2 separate regions of the Mus musculus genome follow, and region 2 is linked to region 1. Evidence: chromatin contacts called from public HiChIP or PLAC-seq data. All regions are on one chromosome and are shown on one strand. The core of a region is the stretch at or near the end of the contact, and the rest is flanking DNA. Distances in the headings are between cores, read along the strand shown. Region 1 holds the start of Surf2 (surfeit gene 2). Region 2 holds the start of Dbh (dopamine beta hydroxylase).

Region 1 (5,911 bases), core at 1,120-3,619:
GATAGGGGTGGGCAGCCAAAGGCTGTGGACCTCAGGGGAAACTGCCTGGCTTCACTTCAACTTGGCGCGGGAATGAGGCTTCAGGGAAGGCACTTACTAGGGTCACCACTGCTGTCCTCAGGTACTGAGGAGTCTGAACTTCTTGGGCCAGCACCATCTCCATAGGTGAGGGATACCAGCTCATTGCTCATGAGTAACAGTCTAATTGGGACTGGGCATCTGATAGAACCAACTGCTCTGCTATCTCCAGTCTTCCCTGCTTCATCTTTGACATCTATTTCTAGGACCACTGTGGTCTCCTCCCAGTGCTCTCAGCAGGCCAATTAGCTACGGTAACCAGCCTGCCATCCTAACCGGCCTCACTGTGTTTTGGCTCTGTCTCAGCTCTTTGATACATCTTTATAATCATGGGGATTCCTGTACAGCCCTCCCTGTGAAAATGTAGCAGATGACAAAGCTAACAAAGGTACAACAGCCAAACCTTAGCTTGCCACCGGTCAGTGCAGCCCAGGTGCCAACTCTGCACCAGCAGACAACTGACAGATTCCTTACCTTCCCACCCTGTGACTGAAGTCTGCCTGTTAGGGCAGGACAGGCGATGCAGTCCCTGAAGCCTCCCACTCATCCCCAGCCTCTGCGAACCCCAACCCTCCATTCTCCCTGCTTCATTCCTCCATCCAAGTTACCTAGTCCCAGTCCCTTTCTTACCCTCATCTTCCTGTGGTAGCATGGATGGGAGGTTTTCACCTCCCTCATGCTCAAGCTGGCCCCATCCTCTCTCTGTCCCTAACCCCAGGAGTCTCTACTCTCAATGACTTGGGATGCCTTCCCACCCCTGGCTATACCCAACAATACTGGAGGCTGTCTGCAAGTCCCCTTTCCTGCTCAAGCCACCAACCCCTTAGCTGCAAGACCCCTCACCCTCTGGAGCCTGCAGGACTGTTTGCACCAATCCTGCTCCTGAGAACAGTCTTCAAGGCTCTCCTGCAGTATCAGATGACTATGGACCTGTCCTATAACTAGAATACTGCAGCCTCAGCCTGGGAGCTACCCTAGGATTGTCCCTGCTATGGAATATCAGACCTCCACCGCACTCCTTCCCACCTACTTCTGGCTTTGCCTTCTCACTGTGCAAGATCAGGCAAGTGCATCAATAAAGGATCAGTGATGGCCAAGGCACCTTTCTGGCTTTTTGGGGGCAGGGAGCATGCATCCAAAGGCCTGAGCTTCTGGGGGGTGACTTACATTGATGAAGTGCTCTCTGATACCTCCGGCCCTGGGTGTGCCTCAGCACGTGTTCTGGGGACTTATTGATGTGCCTCAGGGTGAGTTTGCAGAACAGTTGGTGCCTAAAAGGCAAACAGGTGGGTATGGAGGGGCAGTGCACACCAAGGGCCCAGTCTTGTGGGCTCCACCATGGCTGCATGCTGCAAACAAATGATCCATCTGCTGGGATGCTCTGCATTTAGTCTCAGTGTCTGGATTTTGAAAAAGGCATGGTGGACTTTAATTCCAGCACTCAGGTGGCAGAGGCAGAGGGGCAGAGTCAGAGGCAGGCTTTAAGGTCAGTCTGGCCTACATAGTGAGTTCCAGGCCAACCCAGCTACACAGGCTTACAAACAATTCCACTCAGTATCTGGGATCAAGGACCCAGATTGTTACCCAAGAAATTGCAGTTTCACACTGCATGCTTGGCGGTCAGACAGCTCAGGGAGTGCTATATGAGGATATATCAACCACACAACCATAGACAGGATCCCCAAACAGTGAAACTGGCACTGCCCAGCCTGGCTTCAGGGAACTACATGCAAGGGCCACAAGCACTGTCCTGATAAGTGTCACAGTGGGAGGCTCCTACAAGCTCAGAACAGGGGGCACAGGCTCTGCTCCTAGGCGCTGGCCGGCCAAACTACGTACCGATTCTTTGTGCTGGGCACAATGTGTGGCTCGAAAGCTGCGTAATCGAAGTTAGAGAAGGAACTTGACAGCCGTTGGTACTTCTTGCCGCGGGTGTATTCCTGGAGCTCGGGCAGACGGCAGGGCAGCTCATGGCCAGTTAGGGAGCAGCGAACCTGCGGATGAGCATCTGGTCAGAAGGTGGTTCTTGCCAGCTCCGCCCCTTCCCTGCACTGTCCTCCCAGGTCCCACGCTTTCCAGGCACAATACTCCCGGGTCCCCCTCCTTTCTGGCCACTGTCGGTCCTCCGAGGTTCCGCTCCTCCCAGATCCCGTTCCTTCCTGGCCCTACTCTTCCGGTCACGGTTCTCTTCCGACCTTGCGGGTGTTGGGCAGTAGTCTCAAGCTGGGGTGCTGGCGCAAGAATGCAAGCACATCAGAGGGTGGTTCGTCCATGATCGGAGATGCCCATCTGACGCCGCAGCCACCACGTGAGACAGAGCGCCGTCCCGGAAGGAAGCAGATTTCTCGGTCCCGGAAGTGCTCAAAGATGGCTGCTGTGATGGCTTTGGCTGTGCTGCCGCGACGGATGACGCGGTGGTCGCAATGGGCCTACGCGGGACGGGTAAGCGGGGGTTCAGAGAGGATCCTGCTCAAGAAGAGGGATCTGGAGGGCCGGGCCCGGAGTGGAGTGGGGCCGAGGAGGACCCTGCCCAAGAGAACTTAGCCCTGGGTGGAGCGGTGCCAGGGAGGACCCTGCCCAAGAAGACTTAGCTCGAAGTTGTGTGGGGCTGGGTTGGACCGTGTCAGGTGCTTGCACTTGGCAGGCGTGGGGTTCCCTGGATTTAGCCCCTCGGCCTGTCTGGTCCCCGCAGGCCCAGTTCTGCGCTGTCAGGAGGAGCGTCTTTGGGTTTTCTGTCCGCTCAGGTGAGAAGGGCTCAGACCTGGGTGCGGTTGATGCACCTTTCTTTTCAGCCCACAGTGGTTTACTGCGTGTATTGTACTGGGAGAGGGTTGGGCACATGTGCTGTTAATTGCCACCTTTGCCATACATTCTCTGGGGTATAATCGGGCCTCTCGAGGAATTGGCCATCCAGTTCTGTTTGTTCTAGGGCTTCTGACCCCATGCCAGTGTTGTAAAACTTCCTCCAGGGATGGTCTGTAGGCCACGCAGGTGTTGCAGTTCTACTGCTGAAACAGCCGCCGCTAAAGCAGAGGACGATTCTTTTCTCCAGTGGTTCCTGCTTTTAATCCCTGCTACTGCTTTTGGCCTGGGGACTTGGCAGGTGAAGATGGGGGTCGAATTTGGGTGGCTCCGAGGCTCGGACTCCACTGATACCTTAGCTTAGCTCATGCTGTTTCTATAGGTCCAACGTCGGAAATGGAAGCTGAAACTTATTGCAGAATTAGAGTCTCGAGTCATGGCTGAGCCCATCCCTCTACCAGCAGAGTGAGTGTGGCTGCCCACTTTATTCATTCCACTTACAGGGCGGCAGTGGGGCCCTTGCTTCTGTTTGGTGTAATTTGCTGTCCTTTGGCGAGAACCCTGTTTCCCGATAAACTGCCTGCTGACTGCCTTTATGAAATTGGACACAGAACATAAATAGAAAAGATTTATTTTCGGTGTCAGATTTCCCTTTTCAGGTCTCAAGGGATCCTCCAAAGTGGTGACAGTTCATTGTGGCCCTGGTGGGTGGTGGTCTTTAAAGTTTATTGTATTGCCCTCTTGAATTTTAAAGTTTTGTCCTTCAGGGTTGGGAACAAGTGGAGTTTGGACTCACATTTTGTTAATGTATATACAGTAGCCATACAGAAACCCACACTTTCCTTGAAAACCTGGGCTCTGGTTATCACCATCTTCTATTACTATTTGGCATCAAAGGTTGCTATGGAGGACATAACCTGTCTGATGATCCTCACTGAGCCTTTCTGCTTAAAGGATTGACAAGCCTGGCTTACTCACAGCCCTTCCTTTTCTCCTTATAGCCCAATGGAACTGAAAAATTTGGAGTACAGGCCAGTGAAGGTCAGGGGCCACTTTGACCACTCTAAAGAGTTGTACATAATGCCTCGGACCATGGTGGATCCTGTCCGAGAGGCGCGAGATGCTGGCAGACTATCCTCAACTGAAAGTGGGGCCCATGTAGTTACTCCTTTCCATTGCTCTGACTTGGGGTGAGTAGTGCATGGCTGAGCCTCATTGTGCTCAGTCAACCTTAAGACCCTAGGGAATTTATGAGAGCCAACACTGCCTGATAATTTCCAACATCTCCAACATTAAGCAACTTTTTAAAAAGATTTTATTTATGAGTACACTTTGTAGCTGTCTTCAGACACACCAGAAGAGGGCATCGGATTCCACTACAGATGGTTGTGGGCCACCACGTGGTTGCTGGGAATTGAACTCAGGACCTCTCTCTGGAAGAGCAGTCAGTGCTCCTAACTGCTGAGCCATCTCTCCAGCCCATTAAGCGATTTTCTTAGCCAGTTTGAATCACTAAGGCTTAGCAGTGAAGTCTGAATCCACAGAATAAACCATTTATATGCCCAGTAGATAAATGCTGAAGTAACCACTAGTGACATCTGTATTGGAACTCTTCCTCACCCAAAGGGTGACTTTTATTATTGTTCTAGAGTCACCATCCTGGTTAATAGAGGGTTTGTTCCCAGGAAGAAAGTGAATCCTGAGACCAGACAGAAAGGCCAGGTAAGGCATATGGCTCTTCAGCCCGAGAAATGTATATAGTTAAGTCACCTTGCCTCCATACAGGACTCCCGTAAAAAGCAGTCCTGCCTTCTCTTGTAGGTTCTGGGAGAAGTAGACCTAGTTGGCATAGTGAGGCTCACAGAAAACAGGAAGCCCTTTGTTCCGGAGAACAGCCCAGAAAGGAATCACTGGTATTATCGAGACCTGGAAGCTATGGCCAAGATAACAGGAGCGGACCCCATTTTCATTGATGCAGACTTCCGTATGTTGTGGTCAGCCTGCTTTGGGGAGAGCATGCACTATTGGATAGCGTTTTAGAGGAGAATCTTAGTATGTGGTGTGGAGACTGTTTTTGTGGTATTTTGGCGAAGAATGTAGCTACCTTTTGCCTGAAGTCTTCCTGAGGCTAAGGCAAAGAAATTAATATTAATTGCATTAACAAAGTCTCAAAACAGCCCAGCAGACTTTCTCTGGTTGCACTTAGGGGTCTGACAGAGCTGACTCCTGTCTCCACAGACAGCACAGCCCCCGGCGGGCCCATCGGAGGACAGACGAGAGTGACTCTGCGCAATGAGCACATGCAGTACATCCTTACCTGGTTAGTCCTGCTGCCTGCTACCCCCTCCACCCACCCCACCCCGCACAGGCTATAATCTCTTTCAACCACAGGTACGGACTGTGTGCGGCCACATCATATTTGTGGTTCCAAAAATTTGTACGTCGGACACCCATCATGTGAAGTAAGGAGCCTGTTCCCAACAACCATAAAATAAAGATCTTGCTATGTAAAAACCATGGCTCAGTCTGAAACCGTTTTACAGGGCACACTCGCGCCAACCCAAATAACCAAAGGCAGTCAAGATAATTTTGTAATTATATTTAGGTACAGAAAATTTAGTGTACATTTAACCCAATTTAGTGGCGAGTTCTTTAGCCTTTGCTTTTTCCAGCTTGGCAATTCGAGCCACAGACTTAGGACCCAGGACGTTGCCTCCCCAGTGGCGACGGATCTGAAATGACAGAAGCAGTAGTCGTTAGCCTGTCCCCCTTACACTTTAAGGCATAGACCAATATTTTATGTATCAATCAAAATTAAGCCTGTGGCCTATATACTCACCTCGTCATATCTGTCATTATAATTGGTCCTAATAGCTTCCACCAGCTTAGCCAGAGCACCCTTGTCTTCCCTGGAAAGGCAATGAGGAAGGTCTCGTTACTGTTTAAGAAGCAGGAGTAATAAACCCTTCCCTCCCTGCCTTTTTGCCTCAGACAACAGTGTGACCACATAGTTGATTCAGGTGAAGAAATT
Region 2 (5,911 bases), core at 2,316-4,815, 250 kb before region 1:
GGTGCTTCCTATATGCTGTGGTCGGGCCTCTTGGGGGACTGTGAGTAAATCAGTTTCTTCCCATGGCACCAGCCTCTCAACTCTGTCTCTCAGCCACTACCACAAACTGCCAGCCCCTGTCTGTACTGTCAGGAAAGATTTAACTAAGAAAACAAGAATGTAAGGGGTCCATCAGGAGCAAGATGGACTGTCTTTTCCTAAAGGGAGTGGTTAAGAAGCCCAAGTGCTTTGCAACTATGTTACAGCTATGAAGTATACCATAGATCTTCCATATCTGGGATCCAGTAGCTCCTAGGCTTATTTTATAGACAAGTAGACTGAGGTTTGGAGGAGAAAGAGACCAGCCCCGAGCCTCAAAGCAAGTCAGCAACTGGGCAGGGTAAAAAGCCAGGTGTGCTGGTCTTCATACATGACAGACTGATGGAAGTGGGATAGATATACATCCCAGGGCAAGAGGGTTCCAAATAACAGTCACATCTGGAAAGAACACTGGCTACATGTCTGCAGGGAGCTTTTCTGGAGCCTCATGCTGCTATAGACCTAGAGCCTCTTTCTAAAACAGCTTCCATCTGTCGGGTCTCTCTCTCTCTCTCTCTCTCTCGTGTGTGTGTGTGTGTGTGTGTGTGTGTGTGTGCTTGCACGCGTGCACATACACACTCTACCCATGGCTTCCATGGAGGGAGGGGCCTTGGCCTGGGACTTTAGAATGCAGGGACAGTTCAGGAAAACAGCTGTTGCCCTGGACAGCCTACCTCAATGACATAATCCTTGGGGTCACAGGTGACAAAGGGCCTCTTGAAGAGCAGGGACAGGCCATCTCGAGTCCTCTGTGCCTGGAGCAGCTGGTAGTCTTGCTGGGAATCCAGATGGATCTGCCCTTTCCGGTCACTCCAGGCATCCTACAGAGACAGGCTCAGGGTCTGAGCAGGAAGGAGCCCCTACCCAGGTGGAGCACATATCTCTATTAGAGATCACAGCCGCTACCCCGAGTGAGTCACCAGCTCCACAGAACACCCAGCAGGGCTAGGAAGCTGCTGATCGTTGCTCCCGTTGGATTTTATCTGTCTCATTCTTTTTCAGTGTTGGGATCAAACCCAGGGCCCAGTGTATGTAAGGGCAGCAGGCCTCCCTTGAACCAAGTTTTCTAGCCCCCCATATTTACACCCCATTCTGTTGCCTATCCTACCTGAAGCTGTACCCCAAATCAGCTTCCTTTCAACCTACCACATGTAAGCTGGGTGCCTGAGACGCCCAGAGACAGTTAGCCATACAGCAGAGCTTAGAGTGAGACCTGAAGAAGTGTACTGCATTGTTAAGGTGAACATGGCTTCCCACAGGACTGCACACTAGGATTAGACATTTGAGACTAGAGCCTTGAACCTACACAGATGATGATGGAGCCAGAGTGGAAAGAGGCAGAGTAGCATTTAAGGTGGCACTCACTCACCCAGGTGTGTGCCCCATGCTTGCATAAAATTGAGAGCAAACGCTGCCTTCAATACTGTACCCTAGGAATCTCTTACTCTAGGCTAGCCTTGCCTGGAGAGATTAAACTGAGGTCTGGGTTGGGGAGGCTGCCTCAGCTGCATTGGCAGCAAGCGTGAGCATTTCCCCAGAATAGTTCCTAGAGCCGAGATCCAGGTCTCCCTGCCTTCCCCTGCAGGGCTCCAGGCCAGGGTAAGGGAAGCAGGCTGGGGTGGCATCTACCAAGTGGGTTCATGACCATCACAGGCCTCTGTTGTGAGGATTGTTGGGGCTGTTTCTACTTAGTCCTACCTCCAGGGCTATCACAGCTTAGGAAAGCAAAGCCTGCAAGAAATTAGCAACATTTCCTCTAGGGACAGCCTCATGGTGGGGCTCCTGTTGGGGTTGCTGCTGACTCACAGCAGGACCAGCCAGGCAGTTGGCATTGCTGCTGGGAAGCTACAGTGCAGACCTGAGCATACTGCTGCCTAAAGAACTCCGTTTCTGATGTCTGTGTTCAAAGGAATTCATTGTGCAAACAAACCTGCCAGGGGTGGAAAAGGCCCCCTTGGTGGAAGCTGCAGCTTGAAAAAGCTGCACCCCGAAGGGGGAAAGGAATGTCAGCCCCACTGGGACCCAACAAGTCTCTTCTGTCTCCCACACACCTCAGACAGACTGTGATTCCAGAGCCACTGTACAGCCAGCCCTGCTCTGTCACCCTGCCTGACAGTTCTGAGCCAATGCCTGGCCTCACTGTGAAACAGGGAGAGTGGCTGCTGCCATGCTCAGCTCAAGAGAGCATCTCCTAGTCAGGTTTAGTAGCTCACACCTATAATCCCAACACTGGGGAAGCTGAGGCAGGAGGATTAACACAAAGCTGAGGCTAGCCTAGTATGAAGAAGAAACATGATCGGATAAAGAAACCATCTCTTCTCTTGTAGATGCAGAGTTAGATTCTATCCCGAAGAGGCCCTGATGGTCCATCCCTCTGTAGAGGTAGGAGGACAAAGAGTAGAACCACAGAGGATATGTGTGGGTATCTATCCTCCGTCTACTGATCCCTGTAGCTTGTAGGGGCCCTGAAGGATGCTCCGGTCTGTAGGAGATTTCCTGTTTGCTACCCTAGCATGCAGATGTTCAGGTAGCTTTTGAACAGAAGGAACCAGAGGCATTCTGTTGGCCTGGGCTCAGCTTGTGTGGTGAGGATGGGGTTGTCCCACACCCGGGTTGCAGTGGTATCTGTGTCTACCTTTACCATCATTGAGTATAGCACAGAAGGCGTGTTTCTGTGTCCCAAGCTGGTGTGCATACTGCCTGCTCTATTCAGCCATATGCCACCTGGCCCACAACAGGTGCACATGTACTGGTAGTGTGGCATGGAGTTGCTATTTGTAAAACTGGAGGATATGCAGGGTCTCTACTCATGTGTGTGTGGGTGGGTGGGGACTCATGGCATGTGGGTCCTCCATCTGCCCTTACTGTCCTTAGGATTGCTGCAACCATTATTTGGGGGTGTAGTCAAGGATTTCAAGGAGAGACTACTTACTGTTCCATTCTCTAGTGAGTGTCCTTATGACGCTGAAGGGCTTAATTCAGATTAGTGACATCAAACACAGAAGCAGTAGGCAAGCTTTCTTTGCTGACTGTAGAGCAGGGCTGTATGAAGCTAGCCAGCTTGTGTGTGTGTGTGTGGGGGGGGTATGGACGTGAGGACAAGACAGAAAGATGGCAGAGGACTCACCGCAAAGTAGGCCCTGTCCCCATCAGTCCAGAGCATGATGAGATCTGCGTTCTCCATCTCTCCTCGATCTGACATTCCAAACAGGACCCCAGCCCTCAGCCCTTGCACCTGGAGCTGGAAGTGGATGATCTCCTGGACATAGCTGACGTTCCATGAGAGCTCTAAAATCCCTTCGGGGTCCAGGGGGATGTGGTAGGGGAAGGGGCTCTCTGGAGGCTCCGAGCCCCGCAGTGCAGCCACCAGGATGACCAGGAAGATGGCCACAGCAGTGCCGTACATGGAAGCCGCCTCACGGACACTGGGGCTTGGGAGGCTGCTCCAACAAGGCTGGTGGCTGAGATGAGCTTGCATGGCAGGGATGAGCACCCCAACCCCACTCTGCCATTTATGCCTGTCCAGTGGGGTTGGGCCAGGCTGCACCTAATCACATTTGTCTGGTGGGGAATTGAATTGTCTTGGTGGCCCTCCCACCAGTCCATGCCCTGGGGCAAACACATCTCCCCTAATTGGCACTAATGACACATGGACATCTTCAGGAGAATCGAAGCAGAGTGGCTGATGTCCTCCAACAAATCTCTGACGCCTGTTGGAAACAGCTACTCTCTGCAGACATAGGTCCTAAGGACACCTCCAGCCACGCCCTGCGGAGGGCCTCATAGGCAGCCAGATACCAGGTCCTCTCCACCTGCTCCAACTGAGGTCTAAGGGGCTCTTTCCTGAGTGACAGTGAGTGGTGGGTTCCTGGCTCTTGTTTTTAACAATACTGGGGGGTGGATAAGTTTCAAACTAAAAATAAAAGGCAGTCCCCAAATAGTCCGTGTTTAGACACTCTCTCCAAGGCCGGCTGTTCCCACTTTTTCTCCTGTTTCCCCACGGGCTCCAGCTGGCGCCACGGCTGCTACAGAAGGAGTGGGTGCAGAGACAGCAGGGCAGGCAGAAAGGGGTGAATGGGCTCTCGTGGCTGTAGGGACAGTACTTAGGGGAAAGGAGGGTGGGGGACATACCTGTTCCCATCTCCCTGAAGCTCTCAAACCCAGGGCTTCCTCTTGCTTCTCAGGTCAGCTGTACCCAGCGCTGTCCCTCCCAAACCTGCCATAGGGCCCCTGCACAGGTTGGCCTTCCTATTGCTCAGCCCTGTCTGTCTCATGATGAGAACCAGTACTGTCCATACCTCCAACACCAGGAAATTCTACTTGGTCTGCTGCTTGTATCCAAAGCCATCCACCTCTGTACCTCACTGTGACTATAGGTCCCTCCAACCTAGTTGTGAGTCCTTCTCTCCTTCCTTCTCTCCCTCTTTTTCTTCCTGCTTCTTTCTCAGAAACACAGTAGCCCAGCCTGAGCCTCTGGCCAGCAAGGCCGATTCTTCACTGAGCTCTGTTCTACAGAGGAAACGGGACCTCAGTCCTGCACACAGGTGAGATCTCCAGATAGTCCCAACTCTGCTCTGGAAAGCAGATAGGCAGAATGACCAGGGCTAATGGGCACATTGTTCTGCACAAGCTAGGACAAGAGTCACAGGCTCTGAGTGGGGTGTGGCTTAGCTAGCCACATCCTGGTTTTCAATGAGCTCTTAGGGCCACCTGGGGCAGCGAGGGCCAGGTCGGTTCCTAAGAAGGGTAGGGCTGCTGAGCAGGAGTCTGACTGCAGCAAGTAGTGTCCCTTTCCTGGATCCAGCCTGAGAGCAACAGTTGCGCTCGATGCTCAGAGGAGAAGCATGGTTCTTAGTAAACAGCAGAGTGACACACACACACACACACACACACACACACACACACACACACACATTTATTTTTAACAGATTCAAAAAGCACTCCCGTTCTGCAGCTAGGAACAAGGCTGGAACGCTGGCAGAAGTGATTCAGCCAACTTCAGAAGTAACAATTACCCAGTCTTCGTAGTTACCAGGGGAGGGAAGCAGGCCTGCCTGCTTTGCTGGCTTTGAGAGACCAGCCTGTGGTTGTCCCCATCTGACACACAAGGAGATAGAACCACACAGAGGGGAAGATGGGTTCCCAGGGTCACGCAGCCATCTGTGGTAGGGCAGGGCAGGGTAGGGCACAGACAAGACAGCATTCAGGGACCCCAAAATGGGTTTTCTTAGCAACATAAGGGGTAGGAGTGTACCCTGACAGCCAAGATCAGGAAAATCCCACAGGAGTCATGAGGATGGGCTGACCAGAACTAAAATCTGGAAAAAACCCCAGATGTTGAGGCAGAGCCAGCAGGGCCCATGGGCATCTATAGCTAGCCTTTCTATGTATGTATTGTATGCATGTATGTATGTATGTATGTATGCTTGTATGTATGTGTGTATGCGTGTATGCATGCATGTATGTATGTATGCTTCTATGCTTGTATGCATGTATGTATGTGTATATGTATGTATGTATGTATATATATATATATGTGTGTGTGTATGTGTGTGTGTGTGTGTGTGTATGTATAAATAAAATTTTTGACACAGATCCTCACTATGTAGAGCAGGCTGGCCTTGAACTCACAGAGATCTGTCTGCTTGCCTCTGCCTCCTGTCTGTTGGATTTAAAAGTTTGTGCCATCACACCCAGGCCTGGGTGCTGGGAATTTGAATTCGGGTCCTCGTGCTCATGAGCAAGCATTTTAACTGCCTGAGCCATCTCCCCAGCCCTTACATTTCAGTGTTGCCTTTTTAATTTATTTATTGTTGTTATCATTGTCTGCCCT

Evidence for each region. HiChIP or PLAC-seq counts read pairs in DNA pulled down with a chosen protein or histone mark.
Region 2: a contact with region 1 is called in an HNF4G HiChIP or PLAC-seq map of pancreatic cancer cells. The contact joins the promoter of Dbh here to the promoter of Surf2 in region 1. A contact is called at or near these places in 1 of 39 promoter capture datasets (hippocampal neurons), 2 of 115 datasets of contacts at active chromatin or transcription factors (the SCID.adh cell line and pancreatic cancer cells) and 1 of 9 other capture datasets (pancreatic islet).

What each region holds. Positions count from the first base shown.
Region 1 is chr2:26,912,866-26,918,776 of GRCm38.p6, reverse strand. It overlaps Surf2 (surfeit gene 2), which reads right to left and starts at 2,369. Exons shown (of 6, transcript NM_013678.3): 1 at 2,274-2,369; 2 at 1,918-2,072; 3 at 1,246-1,349. The coding sequence starts at 2,351. Surf1 (surfeit gene 1) reads left to right here and starts at 2,247. Exons shown (of 9, transcript NM_013677.2): 1 at 2,247-2,520; 2 at 2,771-2,822; 3 at 3,048-3,181; 4 at 3,263-3,345; 5 at 3,882-4,070; 6 at 4,530-4,602; 7 at 4,702-4,864; 8 at 5,119-5,200; 9 at 5,272-5,399. The coding sequence starts at 2,446. The coding sequence ends at 5,341. Rpl7a (ribosomal protein L7A) reads right to left here. Exons shown (of 8, transcript NM_013721.3): 7 at 5,720-5,789; 8 at 5,466-5,612. The coding sequence ends at 5,508. It overlaps LOC115489588 (a small nucleolar RNA gene), which reads right to left; the gene lies at 5,862-5,911.
Region 2 is chr2:27,163,161-27,169,071 of GRCm38.p6, reverse strand. It overlaps Dbh (dopamine beta hydroxylase), which reads right to left and starts at 3,565. Exons shown (of 12, transcript NM_138942.3): 1 at 3,206-3,565; 2 at 753-899. The coding sequence starts at 3,556.